Regions from separate parts of the Zea mays genome. Here region 1 is linked to region 2. A link is a contact called in public Hi-C data. All regions are on one chromosome and are shown on one strand. The core of a region is the stretch at or near the end of the contact, and the rest is flanking DNA. Distances in the headings are between cores, read along the strand shown. Region 1 holds the start of LOC100272249. Region 2 holds the start of LOC110013313.

Region 1 (4,794 bases), core at 1,199-3,698, 400 kb after region 2:
TTGGCTGGATACACCAGCAAACTAACTGCCATGCTTCAGAATTTCAAGGTCAAGATGAGCGTCACATGCTGAAGAATGGGCACGACTTGATTAGGTATGATCTGAACAGCGAGGCTGTTGAAGACGCACAGGATATTCACCTGCTGGAGGATGAGAAATTACCTGTAGGTCTTGGCATTGATGCGCATGATACGACTAGAATCCAATGTTGGCGCGGTTCGCATTTACGTCTGAATCAAAATGCTGGTGAGCTGGAACATGAAAACGACTGTGTGATTGGTGAGCAGCTGCTGCTAAGTGATGGCATGGATGGACATCTTGTCCGCGATTACCAAATGGCGTCAGAACCCAAGATGGGTGTCTATGATTTGCACAGCTACAATCTGGAAAGCGAGAAAATGCTCCTAGATGATGGTGCAGAGAAACACGCACATGATAATTGCCATCTACACGACGGGCAAGTGCTTTTCAATCAGTCTGCGAATCTACAGGCTCACAATAGGGCCAATGAGCGAACAATTCCTGTGATCAATCTCGAAGATGATGATTATGAAGAGCAGTCTGATATCAGGGAGTTTCTCGAATCCAAGTAAGCCTTTTTAGATAATCCTTCCTTTTGTTGTGCTCTCAAGGGAAAGATAGAAAATCCTTCACATGCATCTGGACATGTTCACTGTATGTTTTGCAACAGCTAACCTCAAGTTCTTCTCACGATCCTCGGATTTTGTTTGACCGAGAACACGACCTTTTATTTGCCTTATATGGGATCGATGCCTTTACAGTCTTTGTTCATATGTTTTTGTGTGGACTGTCATCCATATCACAACTCCTGTCGCTGCATGGCCACAGGATGAAAATTACTGGCTAGGTCTAATAAACTGGTGTGATTTTTTGGTACTACCTCCCGTTCCTGAATATTTGTTGCATGCTAGTTCATTTTTGAACTAAAATGTGACAAATAAAAAAGAACGGAGGGAATAACATAGAAGCATGCATGTGCTATGGGAGAGCGTACAATATCGGACGATCGTTTTTTCACATGCTAGTCTTAGGCTTTCTCCAGCAGCCTCCCTATCACACTCCATATACTGCTCCCTATTTCAAACTCTACTCTCTAAATAATGTCGTCTACGGTACAAAACAATGTTTTGCATGCCCGTTTGCACGGACTACTGGAGATGGCCTAAAAATGTTTGTGCTATGTCTCTGATAAACTGAACTCATGCACACAATGTTTGTGCTATGTCTCTGATAAACTGAACTCATGCACACAATCGAACGGTCTTCTCCTATTCACCTGCTCTTCTGCTCATGTTCTGTTGATTTCAATATATCGACATGAATGAATGAATGAAACCAAAAAATGCATGGTTGACTGCTTCACTAGATGTATGTGTTCTGCTTACTCAAACGGATATTTCGTCATGTCAAGCAGGCTGTGTTCTTGTGTATTTGTGCTGTCGGGTGACAGCTGCAAACAATAGGAATAAACTGCCGGTTTCCTTCACTCGCCTGGTTTGTGTTGAGAAACTGAGTGAAGTTGACAGCTATGCTTTGCTTTCGCTGACTGCTGGCGTACTAGAAATAATAGTAGATTGATTTTGTTTTGTGATTATGTCTCGCTGACTTATGAACCTTTTGTTTGTTGTGTGTGTTTGTTGGTCAGAAGTTATCAATGCCTGGGACATGCCCTTCTCTGAGCTTGGGAAGTGGGCAAGTGGCCATGTTGTTTGCCAAGACGGCTGCGAGATTCTGCGTCAGTCAGTGCAATATGTCGTCATCCTGGAGCATTGGAAACAAGATTTGCAATGTTTTAAAGGTGGATGCATCATGCTCCATCCATACATAATAATTGATTGAAGAAAGGAAGTCGTTCAGGTGCTGTACTAGGAGAGGATACCTGACTCACCGACCTGGCCTCAGCACTCAGCAGTCAGCAGCAGCTTGTAGGCGTCTTCAAAACTTCAGCTTCACCTTCTTGTAGTTGTGTTCCTTTCCTTTCCAGTTTCCATGCTGGTGCGTACGTGTGCGTGCAAGCAATATTCAGTGTGATGCATGGCCACAATATTCAACTTCACCTTCTTGTAGTTGTGATTTGCTGTCGAGGTGATGCATGGCCACAATATTCAGTGTGTCTATGTATGTATCTCAGGCCCGGAGCAGTGAGCTGCGTCTGCGCATGAACGCAAAGTAAAGCTGTGACTGTGACTGTGACTGTCAGGAACAGGAAGTACTACTACACTACTGGTGGCCTGTGTGCGCTGTCCCCTGTGGAGGGAAACCAACAAGGCCAAACACACACGCACGTTGGGCCGAGAAAAAAGAAATAGAAATACGGGCCCATCTCATCTATGTTCTAGTTAATGGAAAATCCGGCCTGTGTCACTGATGGTAGATCAGGCCCAATGAACACGATCACAGCCACACCAACGCACCACGCTCGGCTGCGAGCTTGCGACCCCACCGACACACACAGCAGGGAAGCGAGGGGAAGGAGAGGCAAGGCGGCGCGGCCAGCGGCCCAGGATATCTGCGCGTGCGATCCCGAGGAGGCGTCGGCGAGGTGGGATGATATCGCAGTTCTTCGTTCTGTCGCAGCGCGGCGACCACATCGTCTTCCGCGACTGTAAGATCTAGATCTTAGATCCCGTCCCCCGCCGCCCGATCTGGGCCGAATTGAGCTGATTTGATTGGATAAACTCTGTGGCGGCCTTTTGTGGGCAGATCGCGGCGAGGTGCCCAAGGGAAGCGCGGAGATCTTCTTCCGGAAGGTCAAGTTCTGGAACGACGACGAGGCAGAGGAGGCGCCCCCGGTCTTCGTACGTATCTGTTACTTACTCCCGCTCTCTTGTTCAGACTGCAAGCTTTGGGCAACATCGGTAGACAACTTAGCAGCAGTAACTGTGATTCTCGCCTCGTGTTAGCTGAATGCTGTACTTCCAAGCTTGTGGTTTAATCGGGACTAGCACTTTGATTGTGTGGAATGTGTGCATTTATAGTTTAGTGAGTGGTGTCGGATTGTTGGTTTTGCAGCATTACCTTAGAAAATCGGTTGGACATACAGCACAATGTGAGTTGTGCGTTATTGTCAAATTTCCTTTCGTATCATGTGCTTATGTTGCCATCCGTTATCTGTTACCATCAATCTGTATGGACCATTTGGTTAAAACATTTAACGGTACATTTTTGTGTGCCATCCACGTACTGTCTTGGACAGACGCTTTAAGATGAACCGGAGTAAAACTGGGTGTCATACCTTATGTGGTTTACTCTACCTACTCTACATACGTTCAGGATTAACAGGAACTATGCTCATTAACAAAAAGCAATTTTCTATTCAATGAAAAATGGTTTTTACCGTGATGTGTAATTGTCTCTATCAGCTGCGTCTACGGAGCCTTTTGTGGATCATTTTTGGCAAATTTAATACTTGACTTTAAACAGTATGAAAAGACAGTGGTTCCACCTGTGATCTGTTTATTTATGCCTCGCTTTACTGTTTGATGGGACAATCGGTATTCTTACATTTTACTATGACAGAATGTCGATGGGGTTAACTATATTCATGTCAAAGTCGCTGGACTATTTTTTGTGGTAACCACAATGGTTAATGTCTCCCCATCCCTTCTCTTGGAGCTTCTTCAAAGGATTGCACGTGTTACAAAAGATTATCTCGGCGTTCTTAATGAAGATTCATTGCGGAAGAACTTTATTTTGGTGTATGAATTGCTTGATGAAGTCATTGTAAGTACTCTACGCCATTCTGAACTTGTATCCTTTGTGACCTGGTTTTTAGTCACTAGCAAAGCCTAATTTGTAATATCTAACAAACAAGTTGTGGGCTTCCACAGTGATTTGTATGATTCATCTGTTTATGGGAATGCTTGCTACCATCTTCTGTTAGCATTTTGTATGTTTTTTTCAAACAAGTTGAGTTGTGCAATCAGGACTTTGGATACCCACAGACAACCTCTACTGAAGTTCTCAAGTCGTACATATTCAATGAACCCATTATGGTTGATGCTGGAAGGCTGCCACCGCTTGGTCCTGCTGCTATGTTCATGGTAAGACTTGTGCACATTACTGCAGGTAACATAACATTAGGTTTTTTTTGACTGAGGAACATGCATTCCTGGTGCTATTTTGACAATTGCATAGTTTCATTTGACACCCTTGTCTTCTGCAGCAAGGCACGAAGCGTATGCCTGGTACAGCTGTTACAAAATCTGTTGTTGCTACTGAGCCTGGGGGGAAGAAGAGGGAGGAAATTTTTGTTGATATCATTGAGAGAATTAGTGTAACATTCAGCTCGAGTGTAAGTACCGGTCTATGTCACGTCTTGTCGTTCTCCTCAGTCGTCAACATCTCAAGATATTTTCCCCTTTTCTTTTGTTGAAATCATTTATATATGTTCTGAATTAGCGGTTCTAAATGTTTTAGATAGTGAGGATGCCCACTGGAATTTTTGTTTTCATATATCATCATCTAGTTTTGGTTTGTTGTTGCCTTTACTGCAAGAGCCTACCCTTATTGCCATTTGTTCCTTATATCACTACTGTTAAAGTAACTTCTGTGTTCACTTTTTTTAACTGGAATAAATAAAGATGACAGTCACTCGTGCATTTTAACTTTGATACTTCAAAACCATGGATTAAGGGGCCATTGAGACGAGTTACGACCATTTATTTCTCAATCTTACATATCATGATATGATCGTCTTCCGCTTAATGGTGCATCAAATCTACTGAATTAATTCAAGTTACTAACACCCATTTCATTTTGTTACCTCATTTA
Region 2 (4,729 bases), core at 741-3,240:
GTCCATAACATCAGATTAAATGCAGAAAATGCTGAGGCTATCCCTTAAGATAGTCACTAAATTGGCTACCTAGGTAGAAATTATAACATATGGCATTACCTTCGTGACATTGTCTTGCTGCCCGCAAGTGATTGCCTATTGGCACTTCTTATCTAATCATATTTCTAGGTACAATATTCATGTGTTTTGGGGCCTATAGGACCGATGCATGTACTGTTTATGGGCCTCAAGTGCCCTGCAAGTTACGTTGCGTGTTTGCACGCCGTGACATCCTCGTAAATGTCACCCATTGCCCATTTAATATATTGTACCTAAGATTTATCTACTAAGTTATCACATTGGAACAATATTAAGATATTTTGATGTAGGGCAACATGTCTCAGTGTCATACTATTTTAGCGGACCCTTCATAACTTTCACCCTCGAAATCGGACGAGGATGTTAATAAGTTCTTGTCTGCTTTAAAGTATCTTTAGCCCTCATAAGCTTATATCACTAGATGCCCCAGGTGCGATTGACCCTAGAGGCTTATGCTGTCAGATGCCCTAGGGCATGGCGTCCCCTAGGACTTATACTGTTGGATGCCCTAGGTGCGAGAAGCCTCGATAGCTCATACCATTAGATGCCCTAAGGAGCGAGGGACCTTGGTGGCTTATACGTAAGATGTCCTGAGAGGCGAGAGGTTTAGGGGCTTATACTCTCATATATATGCCCCATGCCATGAGATGCGTTGGAGGCTTATTTGGTAAGTGTCTCAAGGTGCGGAGGGCCCTAAGGGTCTTTGTCCGTTAGGCGGCCTGGAGAGCAAGGGGGTCTAGGGGTTTACTTCTGTACGCTCCAGGGCTGGCGCTGACTACAGGGCTGCCACGACGGCCGCCTTGGGCCCCCAGATCCTAGGGGCCCCACCCCCATGCATGCATATGTAGTAGTCTTGGATCAGTTAAGGCTTGAAGCGATGGGCCCTGCATGCAATCAGGCCTGCAAGCAATCGTCCGCACAGGCCTGACCTGCTTGCTACCTGCCTCCCTACGCCTAATTAGATTAATTAGATTAGATCGTCCGGCCATCCGTCCCAGCTATACCACGCGAACGCTTCGACTGCTCCTGCGCACAACTCGCCTTGACCTAATTCTGTAACGCGCCGCCACCTAATTGGATCATCACGCCGCCTTGGAGTCCAGGCAGGAATCAGGACGCCTGGTTCCGTGGTTCGCCGTCGCATTGACGCCTTGCTTCACCGGCAGCTCCACGTGATCCATCACGCACGCACGACACACAAGATTTAGGTACGGTTCTCAGACCTATTGCCTAATCAGCGTGTGCTTGTTTGTGATCTGTAGTCCTGTAGATTAAATATATTTCGTTTTGCTTAATGAATTTGCTTCCAGAAATGTTAGAAGAAATTTTTTAAGGTATTGTAAATTTTATTTAGTATATTTTTAGATATTATATTACTTGTTATAAATAAAAAAAATATGTATTATAGAAGAATATATATTTATATAATATAAGGGGGCCTCATTTCTGTGTTGGCCCTAGGCCACCAAAATCTCAGCTCCGGCCCTGGTACGCTCTATCATACGGTCTAGCAGGATTAACAAAGAGTACTCTTGTATGAACCACAATCATTATCGAAGTTCTTAGTACCCGAGATTAGAGAGGCCTTATGACCCAAAAGTTAGTCTTCGAATCTCAGTTGAGAGCAGCGAGGCTAGAGGGAGAAACGGCAACAGCGAACATGTTCTAGTGGCCTGGTGGGGGTGTATGTATGTATGTTGCGAAAGTTGGGTCGAGGCGGCATGCTGGTGCAATGCATGCTGCTCTGCCTCTCTGCATCAAGCCATCAGCCACGACCATCTCAAGAGGCGACGGGTGCCATGCATGTGCAGAGAGCTGATGATCTGAACAAAAAGAGCAGCAGGACAGGCTGCCTAGGGGTGGGTGGGTGGAGGGTGGTGGGCAACGCTACAGAACCCCAGGGCTTTTTGTTGTCACGGGGAACCACAGCCACCACCCGCGGTCGAGAGGCTACTCGTACGCCGGAAGCAACGCGAAAAAACAAATCATTGTCTCGCCTCACCTCGCCTCGCCCCAGCCGCCGCCCCAGCGATCCGAAACCCCTCTTCGGCCCCTTCCCCACTCCACTCCACTCCACTCTCACTCTCACTCCCACTCCTCACGCGCCGCCGCCTCCAAATGCCGGCGCTTCACCCCCACCGCCGGTCCTTCCCCATTCCCCTGCTACTTCTCCTATCGCTCTTCGCCTCCTCCCCTCTATTCTTCTCCCCGAGCCCCGCAGCAACCGCCGTCGGAGGTCAGCTTCTCTCCTCATCTATTGCATTGCTTATGATGAGTAAATCGCACTATTTGACTATTTTGTGATCCTCTCGCGACACGGCTGGTTCCGTTATGGATCAGGATGCGATAGTTATTGTATGATGATCTACAAACTACAAAGTGACCCGCACTTTGCTTTTTTCCCATGCTACTCGTATGTGTCTGATTTGATTCATCCTAGGACGAGCTTGCTATGAGCTCCTATGCTGACGATCGCGTAAAAACAGCATCTTTGTAGGAAAATAACCCTACATTTCAACCCCCTCCCTCGCTAACATTCTAGTTGATTCAGTGCGGATTGCCCAACGGAGGCAATTAGGCAGTAAACATTGGTTTTACCCAATTTTGTGCGTGCCCTGCTCCCTCCTTACCTATCGTGTTAGGGCCTTACTAAAAGCAACGGTTTCCTTTTTCTTCCACAGATTGCCCTCTGGATTTTAGCTGGGCAAATTTCACACTAGCTGCGGCAGCCTGCTCTGACCCAACGCAGCGGGCGGCGTGCTGCCGCTACATCAATGCCTTCGTTGCCATCTCCATTGCCCGCTATGCCAATGCCACCGGCAGGCTGGGTGTCCCTCCTGCCTTTGCTGAGATCTGTCTCAGCTCCGTGTCCGAGACATTCAAGCTGCGGGGGATCCCCACCGACGCCGACGTCTTCTGCGGTCTGGGCCCCAAGATAAGGGTTTCGTATCAGTGCGCTGGGCGGGATACCGTGTTGGAAATGATGCAGTCCCCGAACTTCAATGACGTTATCGGGAGCTGCAGGGGCCCTCTGTCGCTGGATATCACCTGCAAGACTTGCTTGAATTATGGCATCGTGTACCTCCATCGCCTCATCGGTTCAGACGATAATGTCGGCCTCAGCGTGTGCCGCAATGCGGTTTTTGTAACCCTTGCCACTCAAGGGGGTATTCTTTCATATGAAGATATCGTCACGTGCTTCTTTGGTGTCCAGGGAATCACCACATTTCCAGGTATTAATGTTAACTGCATTTTGACTATGTTCAACTCATGACCACCCAGTGATTTTTTATCTAACTCTGGGAGCACACCAGGACCGGCATCTGTCACATCGACACCAGCATCCTCTCCGAATGTCACTGTTGATTCTCCAGCTCCAAGGATCAAGAGTCTTCCACAGAAGCAACACCAGCACTACCGGATTACAGTTATTCCAGGGATAGGAATCGGTGTTATATTGTTTGCTGTGCTGCTGCAAATCGTCTTAGCGGTACTGATTCGAAGAAAGAGCAGGGAATTGAAGAACGCCGAATTTCCCGCTCGGAATCCAGATAACACATTTCACTACAATCAATCCTGGAGATGCCCCGAAGGTTTGTGAACGCACTCCCATTCTACATAAGCTAGGAACCAATAAGTTTGTATGTGTGTTTGCTATGTCACCAATCATGTATATTGTAAACTGATAGGCTCGTTATTTTTCCGATTCTTATGTAATGTTGTGATGGACATCAGAAACTTGGATGATGCCAACTGAGTGTGCTTTCTTGCATCAAGCTTGTTTCAGGAAGCCCTAACAAATAATAAGAAAAGCTATCTTTTATATCTAATGTTGAGCATTGGCTGATCTACTTTTGCTGAAGCTATTGTATGATAGAGAGTAAAAAAAACAAGGAGACCGTCTTATTTTACCTTTATCTTTAATCCAAACCACTCTGTTTACCTTGTTCAGGCCAATCACCAATGTTCCAAAGGTTTAGCTACAAAGAAACAATGAAAGCAACAGATAATTTCAGCACAGTCATTGGAAAGGGGGGATTTGGAACTGTCTTTAAAGCTCAATTTAATGATGGCTCTATAGCTGCGGTGAAAAGGATGGACAAGGTTTCAAAGCAAGCTGAAGAAGAGTTCTGTAGGGAAATGGAACTCTTGGCTAGGTTGCACCATCGCCATCTCGTGACCCTCAAGGGCTTCTGCATCGAAAAGAAAGAAAGGCAATGCTCTTTCCTTTCCATCATTGCGTACTATAAGTAATATGTGGTGATATGGGGCTTACATTTGAACTTTTCAGGTTTCTTGTGTATGAATACATGGCGAACGGAAGTCTAAAAGATCACCTGCACTGTATGTTCTCATCTGTTTCAAATCTTGTCTATATGCAAAGCATATATTTGAAACTTCTCTTATGTGTTATTTGAAATTTTGCAGCATCTGGAAGGAAGCCATTAAGCTGGCAGACAAGGCTGCAGATTGCAACGGACGTGGCCAATGCTCTGGTATGTTCACCACTACAAATTGAACTGATCCACGCCTTGTCTTTTGTTCGTGCTTTGGTTAAAAAAACTGGAAAGTATCCTTTATGCCTTCAGCCCTTCAGTGCTCAACTAGTCATGCCTCAAGTTCACACTTTTCAGTAACTACAGTATTTTAC

Evidence for each region. Hi-C and Micro-C count contacts between places; a contact is called where the count stands out from the background.
Region 1: a contact with region 2 is called in a Hi-C map of ear, with 2.0 times the contacts expected there. The contact joins the promoter of LOC100272249 here to the promoter of LOC110013313 in region 2. A contact is called at or near these places in 2 of 25 Hi-C or Micro-C datasets (ear and endosperm).

The regions. Positions count from the first base shown.
Region 1 is chr2:26,876,226-26,881,019 of Zm-B73-REFERENCE-NAM-5.0, forward strand. It overlaps LOC100272249, which reads left to right and starts at 2,449. Exons shown (of 13, transcript NM_001328593.1): 1 at 2,449-2,626; 2 at 2,725-2,819; 3 at 3,541-3,744; 4 at 3,948-4,064; 5 at 4,187-4,315. The coding sequence starts at 2,569. It overlaps LOC103646175, which reads left to right. Exons shown (of 1, transcript XM_035965216.1): 1 at 1-593. The coding sequence ends at 593.
Region 2 is chr2:26,475,824-26,480,552 of Zm-B73-REFERENCE-NAM-5.0, forward strand. It overlaps LOC110013313, which reads left to right and starts at 1,991. Exons shown (of 9, transcript NM_001350163.1): 1 at 1,991-2,314; 2 at 2,760-3,311; 3 at 3,393-3,671; 4 at 4,031-4,292; 5 at 4,370-4,422; 6 at 4,507-4,574. The coding sequence starts at 2,197.